Linked DNA regions of Mus musculus: region 2 is linked to region 1. A link is a contact called in public promoter capture Hi-C data. All regions are on one chromosome and are shown on one strand. The core of a region is the stretch at or near the end of the contact, and the rest is flanking DNA. Distances in the headings are between cores, read along the strand shown.

The links. Promoter capture Hi-C pulls out the DNA fragments that hold promoters and counts their contacts.
Region 2: a promoter capture Hi-C map of liver shows a contact between it and region 1, with 2.9 times the contacts expected there. The contact joins the promoter of Tmem229a here to the promoter of Cadps2 in region 1. A contact is called at or near these places in 1 of 39 promoter capture datasets (liver), 1 of 484 Hi-C or Micro-C datasets (embryonic stem cells) and 1 of 115 datasets of contacts at active chromatin or transcription factors (embryonic stem cells).

The regions. Positions count from the first base shown.
Region 1 is chr6:23,837,951-23,840,807 of GRCm38.p6, forward strand. Cadps2 (Ca2+-dependent activator protein for secretion 2) reads right to left here and starts at 1,471. Exons shown (of 30, transcript NM_153163.4): 1 at 840-1,471. The coding sequence starts at 1,187.
Region 2 is chr6:24,954,633-24,957,489 of GRCm38.p6, forward strand. It overlaps Tmem229a (transmembrane protein 229A), which reads right to left and starts at 1,493. Exons shown (of 1, transcript NM_177013.3): 1 at 1-1,493. The coding sequence starts at 1,121. The coding sequence ends at 6.

The sequences.
Region 1 (2,857 bases), core at 221-2,720:
CCTGACTATTAAGGGTTTCTATTCTACACATTTACCCAATTAAGGTGATTGAAGTTGTTCCTTTTGTGTATGGTACAGAATATCAGATTTCTGGGGTCCCGTTTTAAAACAACTAAGGGAGACATTTTATCTGACAGAACTTCTGTAAATCTTTAGGGAAGGAGCCATAAGCAAAGCATTAGCTAGTCCTTCACCTGTCATTAACAGTGGACTTCATTAAGCCTGCCATGGCCTAGAATTACTCATAGCCTCTCTGGATGCATAGCTTCCTCGCTGTTTGCATGTCATGCCCTGATTGTTTAGCCACACAGAAAACTTAGCAATATAACTTTGCTTTTAATTCACCAAGAAAATGTCTAGTCCCTTGCCCTAGTGGAGATTTCTCTGTTATGGGAAAGTATCCGTGTTCCACCTGCTTCATCTAGCTACACACTCAGTCTGTCTTAAGGGCAAAGCCCAGCTCATACACCCCACAGCAGCCCAAATTAAAGTTGTTGCGAGTTGTATTCTAACCCTGTCCCAACCTAATCTGCCCAGGTTTAATTACTGCAGGACCTGCAAGGTGGGATCAGCTGATCAGTCCATGTCTTGGGGATGGTGAGGTGCAGCTGCCAGCTCCTGCCAGTTCAGGCCAGCTCTGGTTAGCTCCGGCTGGGGTTAAAGACCTAAGCACTCCAACCTGTCCCAGACACCCCTCAAAGACCTACTAAAATAGTGTCCAGCCCTTCGCAGAAGGACGGCAGCAGGTGCCCTGAACTCTCCCAGGAGAAAGCCCCCGGGGGCGGGAGGATGAGAGGGGTAAGTGGCCGCGGGAGGCTCCCAGTCCCGCCGCCACTCACCTTCTGCTGCCTCCGGGCCATGTCGGTGGGCTGCTTGGCGTTGAATGGGTACGCGATGCACCTCACCACGAAGACGTAGAGCTGCAGGCGGATGCGCCGCTCCTGCTCCTCGTCCAGCTGCAGCTCGGGCTCATTTCGCCCCTCGCTGAGTACCGAGGGGCTCGGGCTCACGGGTCTGGCCGCTCCGCCGCCGCTGCCACCACCGGAGCGTCCCGGCGCGTCCCGCCGCCCTTCCCGAGCCGCGGCCGGCGGCGCTCGCTGGGAGACGCCCGGCGCCACCAACACCTCGCGGCTCTCCTCCTCCAGCCCCTCGTCCGACTCCTCCTCGCTGGAAGACGGGTCGAGCATGGTGCTGGCTGGGACGCCTGGGCTTGGCCCGCGATCCCTGGGGCTTCTCGCCGAGCGCAGCTGTCCCCGCGGGTCCGCGGGAACCTAGGTCGGTGCGCCGCGGCCGCAGAACGAAAGGGAAAGTGGCCCGGGCTTTCCGGACACGTCGAGTTCGGCGCCCGAGTGTTTGCCGCGGCCAGGACGCGGGGCGGGCGAGCGGAGCGGCGGGAGGCGAGAGGCGGAGTTAGCGCGGGGGCGCTCGGGGCGCCCGGGGACCGCGCGCCCAGCCTCGGGCGTCCAGCCCGCGCGCGCGCCCAGCCCCGCCGCCGACCCCCGCCGCCCGCGCAGGTGAGGAACCTGTGGCGCCTCCCGAGCAACACGTGGAACGGAATGTCGAGGAGCGGACGCGGGGACGCGAAGTGCGCGTGCGCGCGCCGCCGCGCCCGCCACCGCCTGGACCGGGCGGCGGGTGTGCCGGGCGCCCCGGAGCGCGCAGTTTGCAGAGGGCGGGTGATGCCGAGCCCAGACGAGCACAGACGACCCCGGGCCACCATGCACCCAGTAGTCCTGCAGGCTTTCTGTAGGGGTGGCGGCGGGATAGGGACGGGGAACAAACACAGTCTCCAAGAGAGAGCTCCGGACAGTGCTGGGACCTGATTTGTGAAACCTGAGTGCTGAAAAGTGGGACCGGCTGCCTTCCCCTCGAAGTATTATTCTTTCTAGGAGACTTGAAAAAAGTCTCTCTCCCTTCGTTGCAGTGGGACACTCTCCAAGAAGTCCAAATTGTAATCGTCACAGCACGGGCATTAAAAGAAAAGTTGGCGCAGCGGCCGGTCCGGTCCGGGGTGGGGTGGGGTCTTTTAAACTGGTAGGTATTCCTGTTGTTTCCGGCAAACCCGCGAGCAAATTAGATTTTACGTTTGAAAAATGAAACTCTGACAAACACAGCTCAGTTGTTTCCTATGTTGAGATAGAACTGACTCAAACAAAACAGGTTGTTTTGGGTGGACAGACATTCAACAAACACCCGAGAGAAGGCCGGTGTCCAGCATTGTTAGCTTATGACAGAGGCACAAGCGAGGGCACACAACACAAAGTCGCTCTCTTTCCTGGCCTCAAGTGGGCGTCTCATAGCGGCACCTGAAGGCTGAATTATCTGCGCCGATTTTCTCGATGCTAGAACTGCCTCGCAGTTTCTTTTGCCATTCTGTAACTTCTGTCCTGAGCTCAGACAGAAGGGGAAATGCACAAAACAGGCATTCAACACATGGAACAGTGTGCGGTGGCATTCCAGCAAGGAGGATGCAGATCTCCAGGGAATTAACAGGACAAATTAAGCACCCACCAGCCCTGAGCTTCTCTGTCCCAGGGCCAAGCCGCAGTTTAAACTTTTCCAGGCCATTTGGTGGTTAGATACACAAAAACACTTTCCTTCTGCATCTACTGATGCTGTCCCTCAATGGAGAAAAAAGAGGGCATTTACTCCTAGGGAGCCTTCTCCATTAGTTAATCCTTGATTTTGGTCCCTTAGTAATAAAAAATGTTTCATGCCTACTAGCTGATGGTCAATGGTAAGGAAAAAATATATATATATGTGTGTGTGTGTGTGTGTGTGTGTGTGTGTGTGTGTGTACATATATTAAAATTGATGTATTTGAAGACTTTTTGCAAAACTCTGTGAGAGTATTTAT
Region 2 (2,857 bases), core at 243-2,742, 1.1 Mb after region 1:
TAATCTTAGTTCGTTGGGACATACTGCACCCGCCACAACACGTTGGACAGGAGGTCCTGGTACACACTAAGAAATAGCCAGCCAGGTAAATACATCAAGGTGATGAGGCCCATGAAATTAAGAGGATAGTGAGAATAGTCCCAGGAACAGGCCCCGCACATTCGAAGTCCCAGACCCCAGGAAAACTCCCACGCATAGATGAAGATCACATAGATGGGCACCCGCTTCCACGTGCCCCAGCCACGGCTGTAGTGAAGGTGGAAGTAGAGTTTTTCCACCACGAAACTACAACTTCCGTACATGAAGAAAGACCAGAGGGATGTGTGGCCACTGCTGGCCCTGTCCCCCTGCCCCAGCACATTGAAGAAGAAGGTGAAGAAGATCTCATCCAGAAAGCCATGCATTCCGAAGAAAAGGAAGCGGAGGAGGTCGGGCAGTCCCTGGGTAGGAGATCGTTCTGTGCCCCTTGCGCCACCCGGTCCTCGTCGCTGGCCACCAGCCTCCCAAAGGATCTGGGCGTCCCGGGCTGCGGGTAGCGTGTCCCTGGTGTGCTGGTCGCGCCGCCGCGGGTACCGCAAACACAAGAAGCGCTTCAGGAACACTTGGCCGTGGTAGAGCGCGAGCACGTACTGCAGCGCCAGGTCGAGCGCCCCCAGCGCCGGCGCTGCCGCGCCCCCCGGCCCGCCGCCTAGGCTGAGCCGTAGCGCCTGGCCAGCCAGGGTCTGCAGCCCGACGTGCGCAGAGGGGTAAAGCAGGAAATTGAAGAGGAAGGCGCTGGGGCAGCGCGGCCGCTGCAGGTAGAGCTGCTCCAGGGCGAAGTGGGTGAGCGAGTGCAGGAGGCAGCGGTAGGGTGAAGAGAAACCCAGCATCCGCAGATCCAGGCTGCGGGCGAAGCGCCTGGCAGAGGATACCAGCACGTCCAGGGTGATGCCGTGCATCCCGTAGAAGTAGAGGCGCATCCAGGCGGGCAGCGCGCCGCGCTCGGCCGGAGCTTCAGCAGCGGACAGCGGCTCAGGGCAGCTGGCGGCCGCCTGGCTACGCAGTCCGCCGGTGGCCCCGGGTCTCCGGGTCGCGCCGTCCCTCGGTGATGGCCCCTCACTCGCCACATCGCTGCCCGCCATTGGCTACCCGGGCACCCGGGGCCCAGCCGCCTAGCCTCGAACCGATTCCCCGCCCCGGGGGACGAGGAGGGGCGCACGTAGCTTCGATCGGATCGGGGTCTCCCAGCGCTCGGGAGACTCGCAGGTCGCCCGGGACGCGAGGAGTCCTCGTGCCTTGGTCCTGGCCCGCCCTCTTCTCCAGTCCAGGGTGAGATGTTGCTCACCCGCGCTCGGGAATCACCCTGCGCGGCCTAAGGAGTGGCGCGGCCGGGCAAGGGGAGGCGATGCCGGGGCTGTGGGGAAGAGAGCCGAGGCTGGTGGCAGCTCCATCCCCTCCGCGGCTCAGCCCCGCCGCCTCTGCTGCAGGCTCAGGGAGCGTTACGCGAGCGGAGATCGCCCTTCCCCCGGCCCTTCCCATACCCCTCTCCGCCCGGCTCGACCTCTCCCGCCTTCCCGGGCCCCCGCCCCGCCCAGCCTCCCGCGCCGGGTCTCACAGGGGTCTGCCCCGAAAGGCGAAGAGCGCCGCCCGGGTCCCCTTTGGCCATCTCTGCAGCCCTGGGCAAGTGCTGCAGGGGGTTCCCGCTGGGTTGGTGGCAGGAGGGGAGAAGCCCCTAACAGGTGTGAAGGCTAACTGTGGGGCATTCCCGGTATCGTGGAAACCAGGGCCAGGCCTTGGCTGGCGGAGACAAATGGCCTGGTGCCACTAGCCGGAGGCCGGGCCCGGGCCCAAACTGTGGTGCTGTATATTTAATGTCCTTATGCAAAGCCAGCTGTGTCCCAGTCACAGCGTGTTAACCGGAGACTCCAAGCCTGCCTTCCTGCTCAGAGCAGCCTGCATCTGAATGCCGACCCCCTCCCCCCCCTTCCCCGCCCGGAACCCCCCTGACTGATCCTCCTTTTCAGTCTTTGCCTAGGCTAGTTTACTCAGGGCCAAGCCCAGCAGTATTTAAAAAAACAAAAAACAAAAAAACAAAAAGACTTGAGGCCAGTGTAGCTGTAGCTGAGTTGTGTCCTGGCTACAGTGGGATGGTGGGGGTAGAGGTGTCCCCTACCAAAGACAGCATGCTTGCTAAAACTGGTGCAGACTAGTGCTGTGTGTGTGTGTGTGTGTGTGTTGTGGTGTGTGTGTGGGGTGTGTGTGTGTGTGTGTGTGTGTGTGTGTGTGTGGTGTGTGTGTGTGGTGTGTGTGTGTGTGCGCGCGTGGTGTGTGTGTGTGGGTGGGGTGTGTGTGTGTGTGTGTGTGTGTGTGTGTGTGTGTGTGGTGTGTGTGTGTGTGTGTGTGTGTGTGGGGTGTGTGTGTGTGTGTGTGTGTGTGTGTGTGTGTGTGTGGTGTGTGTGTGTGTGTGTGTGTGTGTGTGTGTGCGCGCGTGTGGTGTGTGTGTGTGTGTGTGTGTGTGTGTGTGTGTGTGTGTTCTTGCAGAACTAGGTCATTTCAAATACGGAGTGTAAAGGAAAGCCGAGCTTTTTTTCTTTTCCTGTCTTTTTCTTTTTCTCCCCCATCCCCTGCTCTTTCAGGCCTTGGCCTCATTCACTCCTTAGTCCCCCTCCTGGCTTCCTGTCCCTTTTCTCTCCTCCTTCTTCCCTCTCTGTCCTCTGTCAGGTAGAGGGGATGGAGGGATATTAGAAATAAGTTATACTTTTATGCCCCTCTCCTGTTCATGTATAAGAAGAAACTAGGTAATAATTTTACTCTGTCCAGAAGTTCAAATCTTCCTTGGATAAAAAGCTTTATGAAGACATATGTTCTTTGGGAGGAC